2 separate regions of the Ovis aries genome follow, and region 2 is linked to region 1. A link is a contact called in public Hi-C data. All regions are on one chromosome and are shown on one strand. The core of a region is the stretch at or near the end of the contact, and the rest is flanking DNA. Distances in the headings are between cores, read along the strand shown.

Region 1 (5,881 bases), core at 2,136-4,635:
TTACAACACCATGTTAGTTTCAGGTGTATAGACTCCTTTTTCTTGTCTTCCATCAAAAAGCATAGAAGATCCGAAGTTCTAAAAAATGTTAATCATATTAGAGCAAAATGGAGATTAGGTCTGCTTCCCCTTGGAGATGGTTTTTCATTGCTCTCTCCTGAGTTTTAATAGAGTCCAGTGAGTCCAGCACAAAGGAATGAGCTATTCCATCTTGCGGTTATTTCTAGGGATTAAGCCATAATCCTTAACCTTCATAAAGTAAAATGTGTCCTCATTGTAGCAGACAGCCTGAGCATGCATGATCGCAGTTCGTCAGCACTGGCCAGGGCTTTGCAGCGTTTTGGAGGATGTTTTCAGGCAATGCAATTTAGTAGCTTACATTTGTAGAGCATAATCCTGTACCCAGCTCCACACTAAGCACTTTGCGTGCATAATCTAATTTAATCCTCACGTGACTCTCAGGTAGGTGGCATTTGCATCTGCAATCCCCAGATGCAGAAGCAGAGGTCCCCAGAAGTGACTTTCCCTGCAGGCGAGCTGTGGGCAGGATCCGAAGAGAGGAGCACCATCTTAGTGTAATAAATAAAAGACCGAAAATCCCTCTTGCGTAACCTGGAGCTGGCTCAGAGGGGGCCCTTGATTCTGTTGAGGATTGTTCCCATAGTTGGACTTAAATCAGGAGCTCCATGCAGAGCAAGAAGGAGAAGAGGGCAGTGTGTCCAGAAAGCGTGTCCTGTGAAGGTGCTCTGTGCCAGGCACGGGGGGCCCAGGGGGACACAGACAAAGCCCTGCTCCATCCTGTGCTCACAGTCTGGGGCGGAAGCAGGCCCTTAGGCCATGCACTGTCTGCTAGTTAATTTGGCATTGTAACTTTAATGACTTTAATTGTTCTAATATAATTTATTATTTTTCCCCCTTATTTTTAATCATTTAATGCATGCTTTCATGGTAAGCCATGGAGAGTTTTTATGTTTGGGGCCCACAGACTATTTGGTTTCTACTGAAACATTTTCTAAGAATAAATTTTTGTAGTGCAGTAACTAGGGCAAAGAATATGAATCTCTTTATGTTTCCTTCTATAAATGATCATATTGCTTTCTAGAGGGGTCTGGTATTTACTTCTTTTACATGTCAGACCTTACACTAAGCGGTAGGGATAGAAGTGAGTGGCTGTACACACAAAAATAATTCAGATAAAAATAAACTGTAAAACCCAGTCATTAGTGCTCGCTTTGGCAGCACATATACTAAAATTGGAACGATACAGAGAAGATTAGCATGGCCCCTGCGCAAGGATGACACGCAAATTCGTGAAGTGTTCCATATTTAAAAAAAAAAAACCCAGTCATTAAATGCAACTGTAAAAAAAAAAAAATTTAGGTATAAGTGTAAAAAAAGTTTTAAAATTTCAGTACCAGTGATTTTTGCATCAGAATTAAAAGTGCACATTTCTAGAGACAGAAATTGGTAAGCTGCTTGAGAGGAGGGTCCACACCCACTCACTCCTACCCCTACTGCTTAGTCTAAGGTCTGACATGTGAAAGAAGCTTAATAAATACTTGTTGAGTAAATAGTGAAAGAGGAGAGTGAAAAAGTTGGCTTAAAGCTCAACATTCAGAAAACTAAGATCATGGGATCTGGTCCTGTCACTTCATGGCAAATAGATGGGGAAACAGTGGAAACAGTGTCAGACTTTATTTTTGGGGGCTCCAAAATCACTGCAGGTGGTGATTACGTTCATGAAATTAAAAGATACTTACTCCTTGGAAGGAAAGTTGTGACCAACCTAGACAGCATATTAAAAAGCAGAGACATTACATAGTCAACAAAGGTCCGTCTAGTCAAGGCTATGGTTTTTCCAGTAGTCATGTATGGATGTGAGAGTTGGACTATGAGGAAAGCTGAGTGCCAAAGAATTGATGCTTTTGAACTGTGGTGTTGGAGAAGACTCTTGAGAGTCCCTTGGACTGCAAGAAGATCCAATTAGTCCATTCTAAAGGGGATCAGTCCTGGGTGTTCATTGGAAGGACTGATGCTGAAGCTGAAACTCCAATACTTTGGCCAGATGTGAAGAACAGACTCATTGGAAAAGACCCTGATGCTGGGAAAGATTGAAGGCAGGAGGAGAATGGGATGACAGAGGATGAGATTGTTGGATGGCATCACCCACTCAATGGACATGAGTTTGAGCAAGCTCCAGGATTTGGCAATGGACAGGGAGGCCTGGCATGTTGTGGTTCATGGGGTCACAAAGAGTTGGACATGACTGAGCAACTGAACTGAACTGAACTATCCGTTTCTACTTATAAACTTTTTTTACTTGTTATGTTGAAAGGTATCTTTATATCTTCTGTCATATTTAATGTATTTTTGTAGTTTACTACATTTTATTTTCACTATTGTGAACTATGTATGAGTTTAGAATTTTTATGTATTTGTGTTTGTTGGTCTTCTCCTTTGCCATAGCTTCTTTTGCTCTCTAGACTTGATTATTTTCCCATAGACCTGATAAATACTACATTCTTTTTTTCTGATGGTTGCTCTATAACTTAATTTCAATAAATTTTAGAATGATTTTTAGAGAGAGTTTTAGAACGAGCATTTTATTATACATTCAATTTTTCTATGCATTCAGAGTCCCTTCTAATTTCTCTTTCTATCCCGCTGAATCCAATTTCTTTACCTGCACTTTTCGCTATTTAAGAAAGTTACTTTAAAATATCTTTTCGACTAGAGCTCGTCTCGTTCATCTGGTTAGTTTTCAGCAAGTATACTTATCTTTTCGTGCTTCAAAACCTTATTAGGATTTTTCTAGAAACCGAGTTGTATCTCACGGGGTGGGCTTGTAATTCTAGTTGCACCGCCAGCTAGCTGTCTAATTTTTCACAAGTTTAATTGTAAACTTCAGCCCCTCATTGGTAACCTGGGGGATCATGTTAATATTTACCTGGTAAGGTACTCAGGATTAAATGAAAAACTTCCATCTAAGACATTCAGCGCACTTCCTATCACTAGGCTTTGCACTCGAAATCCTAGAAAACCGTGAATGGCTGTGGCTACCGAGGGGGCACGCAGTTATTTCTGCACAGAGAGGTCCGGGGGCGACGCGGACGGATGGTGCTCATTTTGCTCCGGGGCTGGACAAGGGCATCAACGTTCGCGTCCTCCGCCAAGCACCCCGAGCGCGCCCCCGCCGCTCGAAGTCCGCGCCCCCGCCCCCTCGAGCGCGCCCCCAGCCCGCAGTCCGCGCCCCGGCCGCCCGCGTCCCTGCGCGGCGCGCCCAACCCAGGGGGCGGGGCCGTTGCCTAGGAGATGCGCGCGCGTTTCCGGGAAGACGTGCGTGCGCGGCGCCCGGCAGCCAATCAGAGGGCGGGGCGCGTATTCAAACCGCGGGGCGGCAGCGGAGGCGTGAGCGGCGCGAGGAGGCCAGGAGCCTGCGAGGTGGGGGCTGTGGTCCGGGCGCGGCGCGTCGGTGCGGGCGAGGGTGGGGTGGGTGGACAGCTCGGGAGTCCGGGAGGGCCGGGGGTCCCCGGGGCCGGGTGCGAGGGTCTCCAAGGGGGGCGGGCCGGGGTTCTCCCGGGAGGGCCAGGGGCGGGATCGGGCCGCGCCCTCCCCGCCGCGGACCCCTCGGAGGGCGTCTTCCGGGCGCGTGGCCGCCGGGCGGCGGGGTGGCCGCTGAGAGCCCACCCCGGGGTCTGGGCACCCCTTCCCTCCAGTGTCCCGGGGCGTACCCCCGCCCCTCCTCAGACCCCGAGCTTCGTGCTCCTTGTAAATAGCAGCCGGTTTTCAGCTGCGGGTCAAGTCCTCGGTTTCTTCTTGTTTCTGTATTTACTTCCGTATCAGGAAATCTTTAACTAAAAGATTGCCTGCTTTTAGTTAGAAGGTGATGGGAGATGCTTCGATCCTGGCATGATTGTTAGTGATTTAGAACTTGCACAGGTTACTTAAAAATGAACCTCTGTTGTTTTGTACCTCCAGAGTCATGATCTCTGGGGTTGATTTTAAAAATACGACGGTTAGTTGCTGTATTAGCAGGACGAGTCTCTGTGGGAGCAGTAGAGAGCTGCAACTCACGGCGAGCTTCAAGTGGGGACCAGCCCCAGGAGAGGGGCAGCTGGTTCCGCCTCCCAGATTGTGTGCGCTCAGGGGGACCGCGCCGCCAGTCTCCTGAACGTTTTGTTTCATTGAAGAATCCTATATGGTAGGATCCTATATGGTCCTATATGGTAGCCTGTTATGTGTGCAGTAGTATTATGTCTAAAGAACAATGTATATGCCTTCATTTAGAATACTTGGTTGGTAAAAACGGTAACCATCATCAGAACCTTCAGGAGTCCTCCTACTAACATCAATTCCACTGGCCACAGATCGCCTTGACCAGTAGCATCTAATGGAAATGTTTAAAGTGTGGGAATTTCCAGAGCTGGGACGCAGACCTGAAGAGAGCAGATGCTCACTTGGGAAAATGGCACTGACTTGTTGACACATGGTTGCTACAAACATTCAGTTTGTAACAAAAATGCAGAAGGGGCAACAAAGCGAAGCCCCTAAGCCAGATGAGGCCTGCCTGTGTGGAGAAAAGGAGGGAATTCAATGACAGCGGGTCAGAGGAGAGGGACAGCCTGGGTGGTGATGGCCTCCTAGTGGCTGAGCTGCTAGTTTTTCATTGACTGGGCCGTTGCTGGGTGAGGATGAAACCTTTTCTTCCTCTTTGCCCTGGGATGTGAAGTAGCTTCTTCCTGTAGAGTCTGTGAATATAGCAAGGGATAAAACATGAGAGCTCCTGTTCAGATACCCTGCACTCCCACCCCTCACTCTGTTTTAAATGAGGGTTCCTTTCTTTGCCTTCACAATGAAATAGTTTCATCAGATGTCATTTTGCAAGTTAGAATCAGACATGCAAATTTAAAGACTTGTTCACGTCAGTATAACCAGTTGGATGCAGCGTTGACGGGAAGTCAGACCTCAGCTGTGTCTGCTGTTCTCTTTTCTTCTAAACATGACTGCTGCTGCTGCTGCTGCTAAGTCGCTCAGTCGTGTCCCACTCTCTGCGACCCCATGGACTGCAGCCTACCAGGCTCCTCCGCCCATGGGGTTTTCCAGGCAAGAGTACTGGAGTGGGGTGCCGCTGCCTTCTCCGTGACTACTGGATAGATATTGTTGACACGTATTTGCTTACATTCCTGTCAACTTTGTTGTCTGACTGCTAGAGGGCAGGCTGAATACTTAACTGATCTTGCATAAGTTTTCTCAACACAAGCGATTACTTTACAGTGCTTGTATTTATTGTCTCTGGTACTTATTTGGGTATGAGCTGCCTTGTGACACCTCTCTGGCTCATCTCCCCGAGGCGTTCTTGCATGTCGAGTGCATTCAGCACCTGCAGAAATGCTTTACTCCGGTCTTTAACTTTGGTGCTGGGGTGTCTGTTAGTCCCCCTCGCTGCCCCCCAAACTGGGGGCACTTAAAAAAATCTCTGCTGACATGTTCTCTTTTCTAGCATTTATTCATTTTAACCATTTTTAAATGTACATGTACATCCTTAAATACATGGTCATCACTGCCATCTACCCCGTAACTCTAGTTATCTGGTCAGTCTGAAATTCTGCATCTATTAAATAATAACTCTCCGTGCTCCCTTCCCTAGCCACCACCATTATACTTTCTGCTGCTGATTTTAACTACTATAAGTACTTGATATAAGTGGTATCATATATTATTCGTCTTTTGGGGACTGGTTTATTTCACTTAATATAATGTCCTCAAGGTTCACCAATATTGTAGCATATTGCAGAATTCCTTTCCTTTTGAAGGCTGAATAATTTTCCATTGTATGGATATACCACATTTTGGTAGGCCGTTCATCGGTCAGTGGACATTC
Region 2 (5,881 bases), core at 1,306-3,805, 310 kb before region 1:
GCGGCGGATGCTAACTTCGTCATGGCCACGGGCCAGGCGCTGGCGGAGGCCTGCCGGATGGAACCGCGGGAGGTGGAGGTGGCAGCCGCAGGGCTTCTGCAGGGACGCGAGGCCCTGGAGGGCGTGCCTGGTGCCCGAGGGTGTCTGGGCCTCGGGTCCTCCCTGGGCAGCCTCGACCAGTGTGAGGGCTCCCAGGAGACCCTGATTCCCCGCAGGCCATGAGGGCCCTGGCGTCTGTGTGGGCCTGGGCTGGCGAGACCGAGGGTGGGGGATCTGTTGCGGGAAGGTTAGCCCTGCTCAGCAGCCTTGATGGACAGAGGGATGGGCGGGGGCGGGCAGGGGGGTCAGGAAACGCATCCAAGTTCAGCGGGAAGAAGGCGAAGTCACGCTCCTCACCAGCAAGCCGTGTGAGTGGACAGAGCTTCTGTGTCGTTCAGAGGCCTGGTCAGTGCTGGCAGGACATTAAAGTCTCCAGGCCTGCGACAGGGCACTGCCTCTGCTTGTCTCCTTCTGGGGGCCCTTCTATACCTCCCCCTGCCCTGCTCCCAAGGAGGGGCCTCTGGATGGTCCTCCTGCAGGGGCTGAGGGGCCGCTGAGGACGTTGTGGAGCTTCTGCACGTCCAGGCCCCTCACAGCTGCCCTTCCCCGCAGCTCGACCGAAATCCACTGCCTGCCCATCCCCCAGAGCCTCGGGGGGCCCCCGTTCTAGGCCTAAGGGAGCAAGGCCCTGGCATCCACCTCCTCGCTCTCCCTGGTTTCCTCCCCTGTCACGTGCTCCCTCTCACGGTTTCCCGGTGACCTCCCCCAGGCCGCCCATCTCTCAGGGGAGGGCGTCCCCAGGGTGCTGGGTCCTTTCTCCTTCCTGCAGGGTTAGCCCCCTCTCTTGCATCACCTTCCTCATTTAGGGCTGAGCATCCCCTTCCCCCGTGCTTGTCCCAACCCCGTGTCCCGGCCCCGCCCCTGTGATCGGCCCCGCCCCAGGTCCCGGCCCCGCCCCCGCCCCATCCCATCCTGGCCCCGCCCCCGTGGCCGGGTCCCGTCTCTCCTAAACCCCACTCCGTGTCCTGCTCCTCGGCTCTGAGGATGTCCAGCTTAAGCCAAAAGCCCGTCATGTCCAGAGCCGACCTCGTCACCCTTCCCTGCAGCCTGTGACCTGGGGCCCCACTCTGCTCAGACCTCGAGTCTGAGGCGGACCCTCCCCGGCCCTGCCCCATGGGCCCCTGTCCCTCTTTTTCTTGGCCCGTCCCCTCCCACGGTGGCTCCCCCGACACTCGGTCCTCGTTCCAGACCTCACCTACTGCCACAGCCTCCCAGTGGCCTCGCAACTTCTTGCCGGCCCCCCAGCCTGACCCTGATCCTTTTTAATGGAGAAAGCTGCTATCTCAGCCCCTCGCTTAAACCCCCGAAGCCTCCAAAGCCTCAGCATAGGGTGCACAACCCTGGCCCTGGACCCAGCCCCAGCCCTTGGGCCTGTCTACCCACCCTCTATCCCCCACAGCCCAGCTGTCCCTTTTAGCGAACCCTGAGCCCAACAGACCCCTAGCCTGTAGCCAGCTTCGCTATTACTTCCTGCAGAAAGCACCTCCCAAATACTCCCAAAGGCTTGGGGGGCCCCACAACACGTGTCCCCATCTCAGCAGGTCACCACGGTGACGTTATTTCACCCCAGCCCGAGGCCTTCCCTGGTGGCTCAGCTGGTAAAGAATCTGCCTGCAGAGGCAGTCCTTGGGCTGGGAAGATCCTCTGGAGAAGTGAATGGCTACCCACTCCAATATTCTGGCCTGAAGAACTCCATGGACAGAGCAGCCTGGTGGGTACAGTCCATGGGGTCCCAAAGAGTCGGACATGACTGAAGCGACTAAAGCTTTCACTTTCAGCCCGAGGTCAGGTTGTGCCAAGGCAGCAGCAGGTCCTCCAGGCTTATCCTGAACCTGAGCTGAGTACTGTCTACACAGTGTCCAGTCGCTGTCAGATAAATGCAGGGAAGTGCTGGCCAGTGTAGCCTCTGCCCTGGCCGGTGCCCCACCACCCCTAACCTGGGGTCACCCGCCCAGGGCTGCAGCCTTGCGCCCTCTGTCCAGGACCCGGGGAGGGGGCAGGGGCATGGGCCTTCTGAGGCAAGGGCTGCCTCCCTGGCTCCACCGTCACGGAGAGGACTCTCACGTCCCTGCTCCCCTGCCTCCGGGGGAGAGAAAAGATAGGCCGCCTGCAGCCTGGCTGAAAACTGACATGGAAAAGTCTATAAAAGGATGTCTCCATTCACAAGCGGAGTTATTAATGAGTGTAATGCCCAATGTACAGAATGCCAGCTCTGCGGCAGGCTCTGCTCCAGGGGCCCCGCATCCATTTCTTCTTGTTCTCAACATGAAGCGTCACCCTCATTTGCAAGTAGGACCAGGACAGGACAGGACAGGTAATGCGCCAGAGGGCCCGCGCTGGTAGGAGGGCCCGCGCTGGTAGGAGGGCCCGCGCTGGTAGGAGGGCCCGCGCTGGTAGGAGGGCCCGCGCTGGTAGGAGGGCCCGCGCTGGTAGGAGGGCCCGCGCTGGTAGGAGGGCCTCAACCCCGCGCCGTGGCTCCACGGCCCTCGCGGGAGGTCTGGCCGGCCTCCCAGCCCGAGGGACGCGTGCCTGCTGGCTCCAAGGAAGCCCAGCCCTCACCATCTGGGCGAGTCCAGGTCGTCCTCCTCCGCCACACGCAGGACCTTCTGACGGTCAGCGTGCACACAGTCTTGCCTCTCCCGAGCTCCCCTTCAGATGCTGGTGGGTGTGTCCATGGAGGGCTGCCAGACCCCCAAGCAAAGGACAGAGGGGACGCAGGGCGGAAGGCTGCAGGCGGGGCCCACGGTGGTGGGCAGGCGGGCCCCTGCGGTCAGCAAGCCTTCCAACTGGGTTCCCGGCCAGAGTGCTGTCTGCTGCCCCCAGCTTCTCCCAGCCCATCCCTGCAGACCTGGGACCCAGCTGTGCTGGGGGATCTACAGAAGGGGCGGGATGAAGCTGGGGGCTGGGGCGGGCACTGAGCCACGTAGAGGGCGTGAGGCGGGGGGAAGCCCCTTCTCTCATCTGGAATCTGTGGAGCTCAGATGGAGCGTCTCTGAACCAAGGAGGCGGCCCAGCTCCCAAGTGCGGAGGCAGCCCGGCTCCCAAGTGCGGAGGCGGCCCGGCTCTGGTCCCGGGGCATCTCCAGGCCCAGCTCTGGCCGGGCTGCGTGGTCCTTGAAACCGAGCTGCCCTGTGCAACGTGACGGAGCACAGCCCTGGAGCCGGGCCCGTGGAGCCCCAGGGCCCTCCGCCCGCCCCCCGCCCCGACATCAGCCGCTCACGCGCCCTTTCAAGCTTCCTCCTCCTGTAAATGGAGGAATGATTTCTGTTCCCAGGCTGTTGGGAGGCGTGAGTGTGACCGTGGAAGGGCCTGGCCCTCCAAGAAGCAGCTACTTGGACTGGGTCAGAGCTGGTCACTGAGAGAGCCCGACCTCACAGGGCGGAGGCTGACCTGATGGGGCTCTGAGTCTCTTGTGGGGGAGCTGGGCGGCTTAGCTCCCAGCCGCACATCTCAGCATCAGGCTGGTCCTCTCACAGGCTCTGCAGCTCCGACCCTCAGCCAGCAGGTGTGGAGGCCGGCCACGGGTCACTGGAAAAGCCACAGCCAACCCAGACCTAACCCTGGCCCCGTTCCCTGGCACCTGACCCCAGTCACACATCACTCCTGCCTTGGGCCCACAGCCACGGTGGCATTGGACCCTCGCTCCCCGCCCCCCGCACGGGTCCTGCTGCCAGTTTACTGATGAGCTGCCGAGGGCGGGGTCTGCCCGGCAGGGCTGGATGCGTCCTCCTGCTCCCTAGCCCATTGCGTCTTCCTCCTATGCCACACAGCTGCCCCCAGTGGAGCCTAAATCCGGTTTAGAAGCATTCTAAAAGAAGTTGGCCTAGATACATAGGGCAAGATAATAATCTTGGTGTCGAACAAGAATTGAAAACGCTAGGGTGTCAGAGAAGCACGTGGAGGATCGGCTGCTGGGGTTTGGAGGGCTCAGAGGAGGGAGAGCAAAGCACTTTTGTTTAAAATGATCAGAAGAGGAGATCTCATTGTGGTCAGAAAGGAAGCCAAGACCCAGAGGAGGAACGCGTGTCGGAGTCCGTGCGAGGAGCCCGGCTCCAGGAGGAGGCCCGGGAGACAGGCAGGCCCAGTGGAGGGGCCGCCCAGCCCACTTCTAGTCACGTGCCCTTTAAAACGCCTCCACCAGTTTACCGTTCTGTCATCACGGAATGATAGTAGCGACCTTATCAAACCCTGTTCCTTTCGTGCCTGACGCAATGTCTCATTCAGCCTTGCAACACCATCCAGGATGTGGGCTATTAATAAACTCATTCCAGGAAAGGCCAAGTTAGCTTTCAGGCCAGGGGTCCAGCAAGGGCCCAGACACCCCTCTGGAGCTGCTGACTTCCCGTTATCAGGAGGATGGCAGGGCAGTCCCTAATCCAGCCCCACCACACCCACTACTGATCTGGGCCACGCCCTGCCCAGCGCCCGCCCAAGCACGCGTACCCCAATGCCCTCAGCACCTCTGTGCACCCAGCAACCTCCCTCCTCCGTCCCAGCCCGTCTCCTCTAGTGGGCCTTCTCTGATGACCGCAGGAAACTCTGTTCATTTGACAAGGCCACTCTCCACCTGGTTCCATAAGAATGACGTCACTGGCCACTGCAGTCGCCAACCTTCAACACCCCCTGAAAGAGCTCAGGGCAGAGATCAGAAATGAGGCCCTCTGTGCTCCAGGAAAAGCCTGCAGAGCTGACCTTCAGCATTAGATTGTTTCAGATTTTATGAGCCTAATTTCTTGTATCTTCTGACACCTAGAAAAGCACTAAAATCGTCATCGGAGACATCTGTCCCCCGTGACTAGCAAACCCTTAGTGAGATGTATGCTCGGGGGCACATACCCCTTCTCCAAATCACAGGAGGCTGACTTGTTCTCACGTCTTCTGAGCAGCTCCGTGTTGCTGCCAAGAGCCTGTCTCCTGGCTACAGTCTTCAGAAAGTCCCCAAGCAGAACTGACCTCACAGCTCTTGGTTGATAACCCTTTCTTCTTGTTCAGTTGCTCAGTCGTGTCCGACTCTTTGTGACCCCAGGGACTGCAGCATTCCAGGCCTCCCTGTCCATCACCAACTCCCAGAGCTTGCTCAAACTCATGTCCATTGAGTCGGTGATGCCATCCAACCATCTCATCCTCTGTCGTCCGCTTCTCCTCCCACCTTCAATCTTTCCCAGCATCACGGTCTTTTCCAATGAGTTGGCTCTCTGCATCAGGTGGCCAAAATACTGGAACTTCAACTTCAGCATCAGTCCTTCCTACAAATATTCAGGATTGATTTCCTTTAGGATGGACTGGTTGGATCTCCTTACAGTCCAAGGGACTCTCAAGAGTCTTCTCGAACACCACGGTTCAAAGGCATCAATTCTTCGATGGCCAGCACCATGGTCAGAAATGGCAGCAGCTGGTACTTTGTCTCTGAGAAGACAGATCTGTCTGGGGTCTCTGGGCAGTTACCCAGCCCTTTGCAGAGGCCCTGTTGCAGAGAGGACTGACAGAGTGCCGCGGGGAAGGCTGAATGAGCAGGGCCAGGGCCAAAGTTAGGGGAGCCGCTGTCCAAGACCACCACCCTGGCCAGGCACCATGGTAACCACCTGCATGAGTGATCTGACAACAGGAGGGCCAGGGAAGGAACTTGGAACCAACAAGCTCTCACCAACCAGAAGAATCTGGAGAAGGTCACCAGTCTATACATCCTACCACCTCCCAGAATCCTCCTGGGAGAAGGAGGCAGCTAGTGATGCCTGCTCCCAGGAAGGGCCCTGAGTCAGAATGATTGGCCAGAGACAACTCA

The links. Hi-C and Micro-C count contacts between places; a contact is called where the count stands out from the background.
Region 2: a Hi-C map of liver shows a contact between it and region 1, with 2.7 times the contacts expected there. The contact joins the enhancer-like site here to the promoter of KIF14 in region 1. A contact is called at or near these places in 2 of 16 Hi-C or Micro-C datasets (liver and tail adipose tissue).

Annotation. Positions count from the first base shown.
Region 1 is chr12:78,690,945-78,696,825 of ARS-UI_Ramb_v3.0, reverse strand. It overlaps KIF14 (kinesin family member 14), which reads left to right and starts at 3,385. Exons shown (of 30, transcript XM_042229316.1): 1 at 3,385-3,441. LOC114117396 (U6 spliceosomal RNA) reads left to right here and starts at 1,224; the gene lies at 1,224-1,330.
Region 2 is chr12:78,999,040-79,004,920 of ARS-UI_Ramb_v3.0, reverse strand. It overlaps CACNA1S (calcium voltage-gated channel subunit alpha1 S), which reads left to right. Exons shown (of 43, transcript XM_042229448.1): 43 at 1-488. The coding sequence ends at 222. Among named protein-coding and RNA genes, the nearest start is that of KIF21B, 8.2 kb to the right of the region's middle. Within about 2 kb of position 2,555, at least 22 of the 54 cell types and tissues checked have an H3K27ac peak or open chromatin away from gene starts, as enhancers often do. A contact at or near this core is called in liver, where this site is marked.